Linked DNA regions of Sus scrofa: region 2 is linked to region 1. Evidence: chromatin contacts called from public Hi-C data. All regions are on one chromosome and are shown on one strand. Each heading gives the region's core, a stretch centred on a gene start, on an enhancer-like site or on the middle of the called end of the contact. The rest is flanking DNA. Distances are from core to core; before and after follow the strand shown. Region 1 has its middle 280 kb from the start of TMEM161B. Region 2 has its middle 24 kb from the start of MIR9-2.

Region 1 (3,634 bases), core at 584-3,083:
TTCCTTTCTAATATAACAATGGTATTTCCTACTACCACAATTGCTAATGGAATTTGTTCACCCCTTTACAACTTATTATATTCTTTAAGTTACTCTTTCATGTCCGTACTTTATTTGAAACCCATGACTTTCCTCAGGGGAGGGCAGGACCTTTTATATCCATTTTACAGATGAGGAAAATAGACTCAGAGAGATTAAGGACCTCTCTAAGCTAAGTAAATGGCAGAGCAGAGCTGGGAGCAGGGACCAAGTATCTAGACTTGATCTGAAAGGTAAGAGTTGGCACTATGCATGGCCAAGCCACTTAGTGTTTGGGTATTTTTCTTCTTTGACCTACAGTTTTTTCTCTTCAGTACTGCCTTCAGTATTGTACAAAAAGCTTGGTGTATTTTTTAACCAGATTTTCTCTATCTCCAAATTGAGGACTGCTGTATAATGTGATTTTTCTGTGGAGCTTCAAATCTCTTTCAGTATATTTAGAAGCAAAATATTTCACTGATTAAAACATAAGACAGAAAATCATTAGTTCCAGGAGCTAAATGTATATCTGGTTTGGATTTGCTGAGTAACCCTAGGCAAAACACTTAACCTTTCTTTCTCAATTAATCTGTGAAATGGAGTTAAAATATTATCTTGTACCAGTAAAGTGCAGTTAATAAATCATTGTATACATAGAGGTTTATACATACTATGTAAACAAAAATGTTGAACAGGTCAGTATTCCCTGGACTAAATTAATTTTAAAAAATTCTTAGGCGTATAAGATTGAATGTGTAATTCATTTCATGATTAGACTATTTATAAAAGAAATCCACATTTTTTTCCCCCTGCATTTCTGGTTGATTATTTCTCCCACTAAATGTACTGTCTCATCAAAGCAGTGTTTGTTCATTTGCAGAATCGTTTAGCGTGTATTGGACTATGGGGACCTGAGATGGAACTTTTCCCATTTAAGAAAATAGCCCCTTTGTAGTTAGATCCCTGTAGGGGACACTTTAGGAGAGTGATGTTGTTATATCATGCTTACAAATACCTCATCTGGGTTTGGAGTCTCTGATATATCTGCTCGTTCAAGATAGCGGCACTTAGCAATTCAACAAGATGTAAGTTGGCTAATAAACAAAGCCAGTATTCTCTGGAGGGAGTTGAACAACACTTCCTGTGTTTGACTCTGGCTGCCCTGAAGTTGTTTTAAGCCCAGCACTGCTGGTGATGTTTCCCCCTGGTGCACTGAACAGCTCATGCCATGTCAAAGGGCGTTGACCTTTTCACTTGTAGAACAAAAAGACTGGAAACAAATTATGCTCTGAGAACTGGTCAAAGGATAACAAAAAAAAAAAAAAAAAAAAAAAAAAAAGGAAGAAGCAAAAAGAAAAAAAGTGCTTGACCCTCCCCTCCCAAACAAGTGATGAACACAAATTCTAAGCTTTGGAGCATTATCTTTAGAGTATTAGCTCTTTAACAAAATTTTCTTGAAAATGTAATATGAGAATTTGCTTCACTTTACTCTGAAACCACCCACCTCCACCCTCTTGTCTCCCTTTGCAGAACATCATGAACCAGCTACTGTTGTCTCTGCTCCCCCTGTCCCACTGATTCTATTCCAATTTACGAGCTGTCCACTGCGGAGCTGAGGCTTCCAGCAAGAATGACTCATCTGCAAGTTTTGTTCGTGGTTTCTAAGAGTATATTTAGTGTGGAGAACTGGAGGATGTAGCATCTCCAAACACATGCTAGGGTACAGAATTTGAGTGGGAGGAAGAGGATGGGGCTAAAATAGAACTGTAATAAGCCAAAGAACTGGAGGCCCGGCTTAGCCTTCTCAGCTGTGTAGCTTCAGCAACACCTACAGTTCCTGGCCAAGAATGGCACGCCGGTGGAGTGCAGTGGAAATCAGTCCTCTCCAGGGGTTTCAGTTGGAAAAATAATGTGAAAACATCCTTAATGTAAAAAGTAATCACAAGTAAAATGAGTAAATGATGCTATGCTTTACTATTGTTTCTAGTTGATGGAAAAGGATTTTTTCCTTCTATCAGTGAAATTAGACAACACTTGCCCAGGAGCTACCTGTGCAGGTAATTTTGTTGGGTGGGCTGATCACAGTCAGAATCCTTAAGAAATTGTTGAATTTGGATCTTCCATAGTAAAACCCAAGTTGAATTTGACACGGTTTCAGGGGCCCCTTTCTTCTTCCTCCCAAACATTCAAGGTCAGTTATGAAGATCCAGTTAGGATTTGATGTTTAGGTAGCTTGTCAGTTCATTGGCTTCCACCCCTTAGTCAGCATTTAGAAGCAGTGATCACAAAAGTGGAGAATCTGAGGCCCAGGTCCCCACACACTCCGAAGTGTGACCAAAGTAGCTTTCTTTTGTTGAAACTAACACTTCCCTCAAGGTCTTTAACTGCAGGTCTTTCCTTGCCTTATGGCTCTTTGTTTCTTTATGTATCCCATTTTTTTCTCTGGCTGTTCCTATTTTTTTCTTGCCGGTCAGTCTTTTCTTCTTTCATTTTCTTTTCACTGTTCCTTCTCCTGTTCCCCCCCCCCCTTTCATTTCTTTTCCTTATCTGATTATATTTGAACTATAGATTATATTTAAATAGCTTCTAAATCTTTGCAGAAAGTTTCATATATATACATACATATATATATATATATATATATATTTTTTTTTTTTTTTAATACCCACTTAGGTCATTGTTCCTTTGTGTGAAAACTTGATCTTTGTTATCCCTCAAACGGAATCATGGATAATGACAATTTTTATTTACCTTATGGACAAAGAGAGTAGGGTAGGATTCAGTAATTTTAATTGCAATTTCAATCATACTTTATAAATAACTGGTATTATTTCATTCCTCAGATCTTTTCTTGTTGGTCTAATGTATAGCCAGTTATATTTAAGTTAAATATTAACTGTAGTCTATCAATATAGGGGGAAAATCATCCATTTATCTGATAACCAAATAAATATAAATTGAGTTACTTACCTTCCCTTATTTTTTGCCAAATTGTATAAGCAAGAGGAAAAAAAATTACGCCCCCAATGCTTGTGATAGTTCTGTGAAATTCAGGATTCACTGTATACATTGCCAGTAGGAATATAAATTGATCCTTTCTCTCTCCCTCTCTGTTTTTCTCTCCATATGTGTGTATATATATAAATATGTTAAATATTGCATATGTATACACAGATACATATACAAATACATATACTGTAAGAATACATACATGTTTTCTCTGTAAGAAGACACATATGGAGAAACATTGCACCAAGGTCTTGTAAGCTTTATTTTTATTTTTTATTTTTTGGCTGCACCTGTGGCACATAGAAATTGCTGAACCAGGGATCAAGTCTGAGCCACAGCTTCCAGGGATAAAACCCATGCCACCACAGAGACAACCCTGGATCTTTAACCTGCTGTGTCACAGCGAGAACTCCCTTGATTTTTAATTTTTTTCTTCAAGCTGTAAAAATGTTGAAAGGTAACATCATTAAATTACTTTGCATTCCAAGGGGAAAATTATATTTGCTCTCTCTTGTTGATCATTATTTACATCATTGTAGTAGGAAGTTGCTCCCCAGTTCCACCAAATAAAAAATATTGTTTTCTAAATATATTAACTTTTTAAAAA
Region 2 (3,566 bases), core at 76-2,575, 680 kb before region 1:
GGCTCCGCTGTCCCTCCCTGACGCTGCTGTCCGCTGACATTGGGCCCTAGACGCGCTTCCAGCGGTACGTGCCGGCGCCGCCCGACTACTGCGCTCCCTGCGCTGATCCTCAGTCGCAGTCCCGTCTCGGACGGTGCGAAACGAGCCCAAACGGGTGGTGCTCATGATCTGGGGAGAGCAAATGCCTCGGGTTCCCTATATCTGCCCCCCTGACCCTTAACGTTCAGATTCTATTACCCAGTGAACAGCCCAGCACAGACGGAGGGAGGACCAGCGACCGCTGAAGGCTACCCCGGGGGAGGGGATCATCCCTAAGTTCTCGCTCGAAATTCGGGCTTCGGCCTTGGCCCTCGCGGGAAGAGTGCCTTAGGGAAAAGGACACTAAAAATCCTCAAACCTTGAGGGCAGGACCCGAGAGGAAGGGCCCCGGCAGGCACCGCGATCGGCGAAGTTACTCAACCACTGCCAGACGACAGAATGCTGAGCTCCGAGGCGATGGGGTTTTACTGGGGCCTCTCCAGCTTCTGTGTTCTGCTCTGGTGTGCGCGGAATGGGCAAAGAAAATGCGGAGTTCTGTTTATTCAGAAAAGGGACTTTCGCTCTGAATTACCATGGCCCATGTTTTGCTTTTGACGCATTCAGTTTTGGGGACAATCTTTTCCAAAAACAACTTCTGCACTAGTTAACAGTTAAAATAAATGAAGGGGTGGGGAAAACAAGTCCTTTTATCCTCCTCGCCTTTTTATTTTTATTAAATGAAATGCTCTTGTGTATTACTGTTATTAGTATTTTTGTGGTGTTGTCTTATTTGCCTGAAGGGTGTGAACTCAGAGGCATATGGGCCATTCAACACGTCATTTGTTTCTGGCTTTCTTCTTGTTGAACCAACTAAGCGTCTTCTTTATTTTTATTCTTGAAAGTAGAAATAGGTCATAAGAGTACTGATGAACTTTGTTTACAAAAGCACATTCTGACTCCTTTCCTTTAGTGGCTGAAGGTCCCCGGAGCTTTGAAAGCTCTGCTTTTCTTTAGGTTCAGAAACCAAAACCCGTAAAGCCCACTTCTCAAACCTCTTCCATAGGCGCTCCTTCCCCCGCCGGAAAGAACTGTAAATAACGTGTGCGCGTGCGTGCGCGCGTTGGGTTTAGATTTCAGATACATCAGAAGAGCCAAAGGCCTTGCTCGACATCACTTGCTGAGGGCCTTTTCTCCCTTAATTTGGGGACTAATGTCCCTCTTTGTCGCTGAATTCTGAGGCGACGCCAGGCTTCCGCGCTGGCGGAAGTTTTCTCTGCTACCAAGCCCCATGTGCTGACTCGCCTGAGCTGCATATCCCCTTGTGTCCACTAGAGGTCACTGGCCCCTCGCGGCTCACGGTGCTGCCTGGCGCCTCCCGCTCCTTCAGCTCAAATTAGCCGCGCGTTAATTAACACCCGAGTCCATCAAGGCGAGTTCCTCCGTACAGTACTCCAGGGCTTATATAGGCAATCCAAACCCAGCCAAAGCAAACCTCCCCAAACCCAACACTTCCAGCATGTCCAAAATGGGAGACAAGCGCCTATGTAACCCGGGCCAAGGTATAGTGCCATCACGCTTTAACTTTTATTGGGTGGGGCTTGTTAAATTGCTGTGAAGATAGCTTTCTCTGCGAGCGCAGGTTCCGCGGGGCCGCCTCTGCGCGCCAGCTTTCGGAGGGCAGTGCGCGTTCTGGCCACCCCCAGCATACTGATCCTGGGGCTAATTTATCCTACTCGGCAGCCACCGGGGAGAGGGACCCAGGTCTACACCCTCTTAGGTGCACACGAATGTAAAAGAATATTTATTTAGGGTGCAGGAACAACAACAAAAAAAATCCACATGTATTTGAAATTGGTAGAGAAAAGAAACAGAAACGACGTTTCTCCTGTCTACAGATTCGGTCTGAGGAAGTGGGGGGGGGGTTTGAGAAGGACGCCAGGAAATCGACGCTGGTGATTTTAACACGCGAGGAAGGGGGAGCATGCAAATGTCCAGGGACAGTCCCTGCTTCTGGCTGAGTGTTAGTGGTTTTGTTTTTGTTTTTTAAAGATTCCCCCCAGAACTTGAGGTTTAGATTCCCCCCCGCAACCAAAGCCCCCAAAGCATTTTCCATTATGGACTGGGGACACTGAGTCTGTCGCGTCTCCACAGTCTCAACTAAATCCCTAAGAACTGCATGAAAGGAAGCCTGGGTTTATTCGAATAGCACTGTCGAAATTCTTAGTATTTGTAAATCGCCACAAGTTCTTTTGACACGGTGTCCTGGTGAGTGGACGGGTCACCTGAGGAGGTTGTAATTCTTTTGCAGAAAAATTTCGGAAACATTAACACGGGGTCTGACGGAGTTTACATGGTCCGAGGTCTTTCGTCTCAGCCGGGAAGCCGGAGTTTTGGGGAGGAGGATTGTGGATATCCCAGTAGTCTGGGGACTAATCCTTTATCACGGGGTTACTGGTGCAGACCCCAAAGACATTCAGGTTTTTGGGAGAGCAGGATTCAGTGCTTTAATCACTATTTGCCAAAACTGCTCGTTTATAAGCAAATGATATTTGAAGCACCCTCATTGCCAGATAGAGATTCTCTTAGGTTGGTTTAAGCATGGCCGATTAATGAAGCCACTGTCAGCCTTCAGGGGAAAGTGGCATCCTATCAGGCCAAGCCGTGAGTGCCTCCAAGATGGGCTTCAATGGCCCCCCGGAAGGCGGGAGCGGCCGGGGAGTGAAGGCTCCCCGAGGCCCCGCAGCAGGTGAGTAGCCAGCCTCTAATGAGGCCAGAGGGGGCGCCCCAAGGAGCCCACCCTCGCCTGGAGCAGCGAGGGACGTCGGAAGTACCCTGAGGGTTCTGGATCCTCAAAACCATGGCTTTGATTTTTCGCGTCCCAAATATTCTGGGGAGCCACCTTTGAAGCCTACCCTGCAGGATCCAGTCCCCGCCTCTCCCTCCAGACCGAGGCGCCGACCTCCGGTCTCAAATTCGTTCCTCTTCCCCTTGGCCTCTGGTCGGGGCGCTGCCGAGCCAACTTCCAGGCCGGAGCCGCCATCAGAACCGGATCCAGCTCCAGCACCCGCACAGGTGTCAGCTTGAGCAGGGATTATGTAATGGATTTGGCAGCCCAGACTCTAACCAAACGGAATTAAAGAGGGTGGGGTTTTCTCTTTTCCTTTTTCTGTTGACTACAACTGGTATCAGGTGTACTTGATCCGCGGCAGCAGGTGTTTTTTGCAGGAAAAGACCAACATGAACGGCAGCCCAGGTCAAGGCGCTCTCGGAGGGCACCCCCCCCCCAGGTAGGCCTGGGGGCCCTAGGATGAGCCTCCAGTGTTAAGGTCCCAAGCTGCTCACCTGAGGTCGCCCGCCGCCACAGCCTCAGGTGACCTGAAGTCCAGGCGCAAGGGGCGTGGAGATGATTGCCCCAACTCGATCTCTGTTTTCTGGCCAAAGACCATCTGGTGGAAACTGTGGGGTTCTACCCTACGACTCTTTGACTTTTATTAGCCACCAATTCCTTGCAAGTACGGCTGGGTGTGAATTAGGAAGCAAAATTAGAA

Evidence for each region. A called contact is a pair of places that touch in the nucleus more often than the background predicts.
Region 2: a Hi-C map of brain shows a contact between it and region 1, with 8 times the contacts expected there. The contact joins two enhancer-like sites. A contact is called at or near these places in 2 of 47 Hi-C or Micro-C datasets (brain and embryonic fibroblasts).

The regions. Positions count from the first base shown.
Region 1 is chr2:95,422,715-95,426,348 of Sscrofa11.1, reverse strand. No RefSeq gene overlaps it. Among named protein-coding and RNA genes, the nearest start is that of TMEM161B, 280 kb to the left of the region's middle. Within about 2 kb of position 1,833, at least 7 of the 83 cell types and tissues checked have an H3K27ac peak or open chromatin away from gene starts, as enhancers often do. A contact at or near this core is called in brain, where this site is marked.
Region 2 is chr2:96,098,435-96,102,000 of Sscrofa11.1, reverse strand. No RefSeq gene overlaps it. Among named protein-coding and RNA genes, the nearest start is that of MIR9-2, 24 kb to the right of the region's middle. Within about 2 kb of position 1,325, at least 11 of the 83 cell types and tissues checked have an H3K27ac peak or open chromatin away from gene starts, as enhancers often do. A contact at or near this core is called in brain, where this site is marked.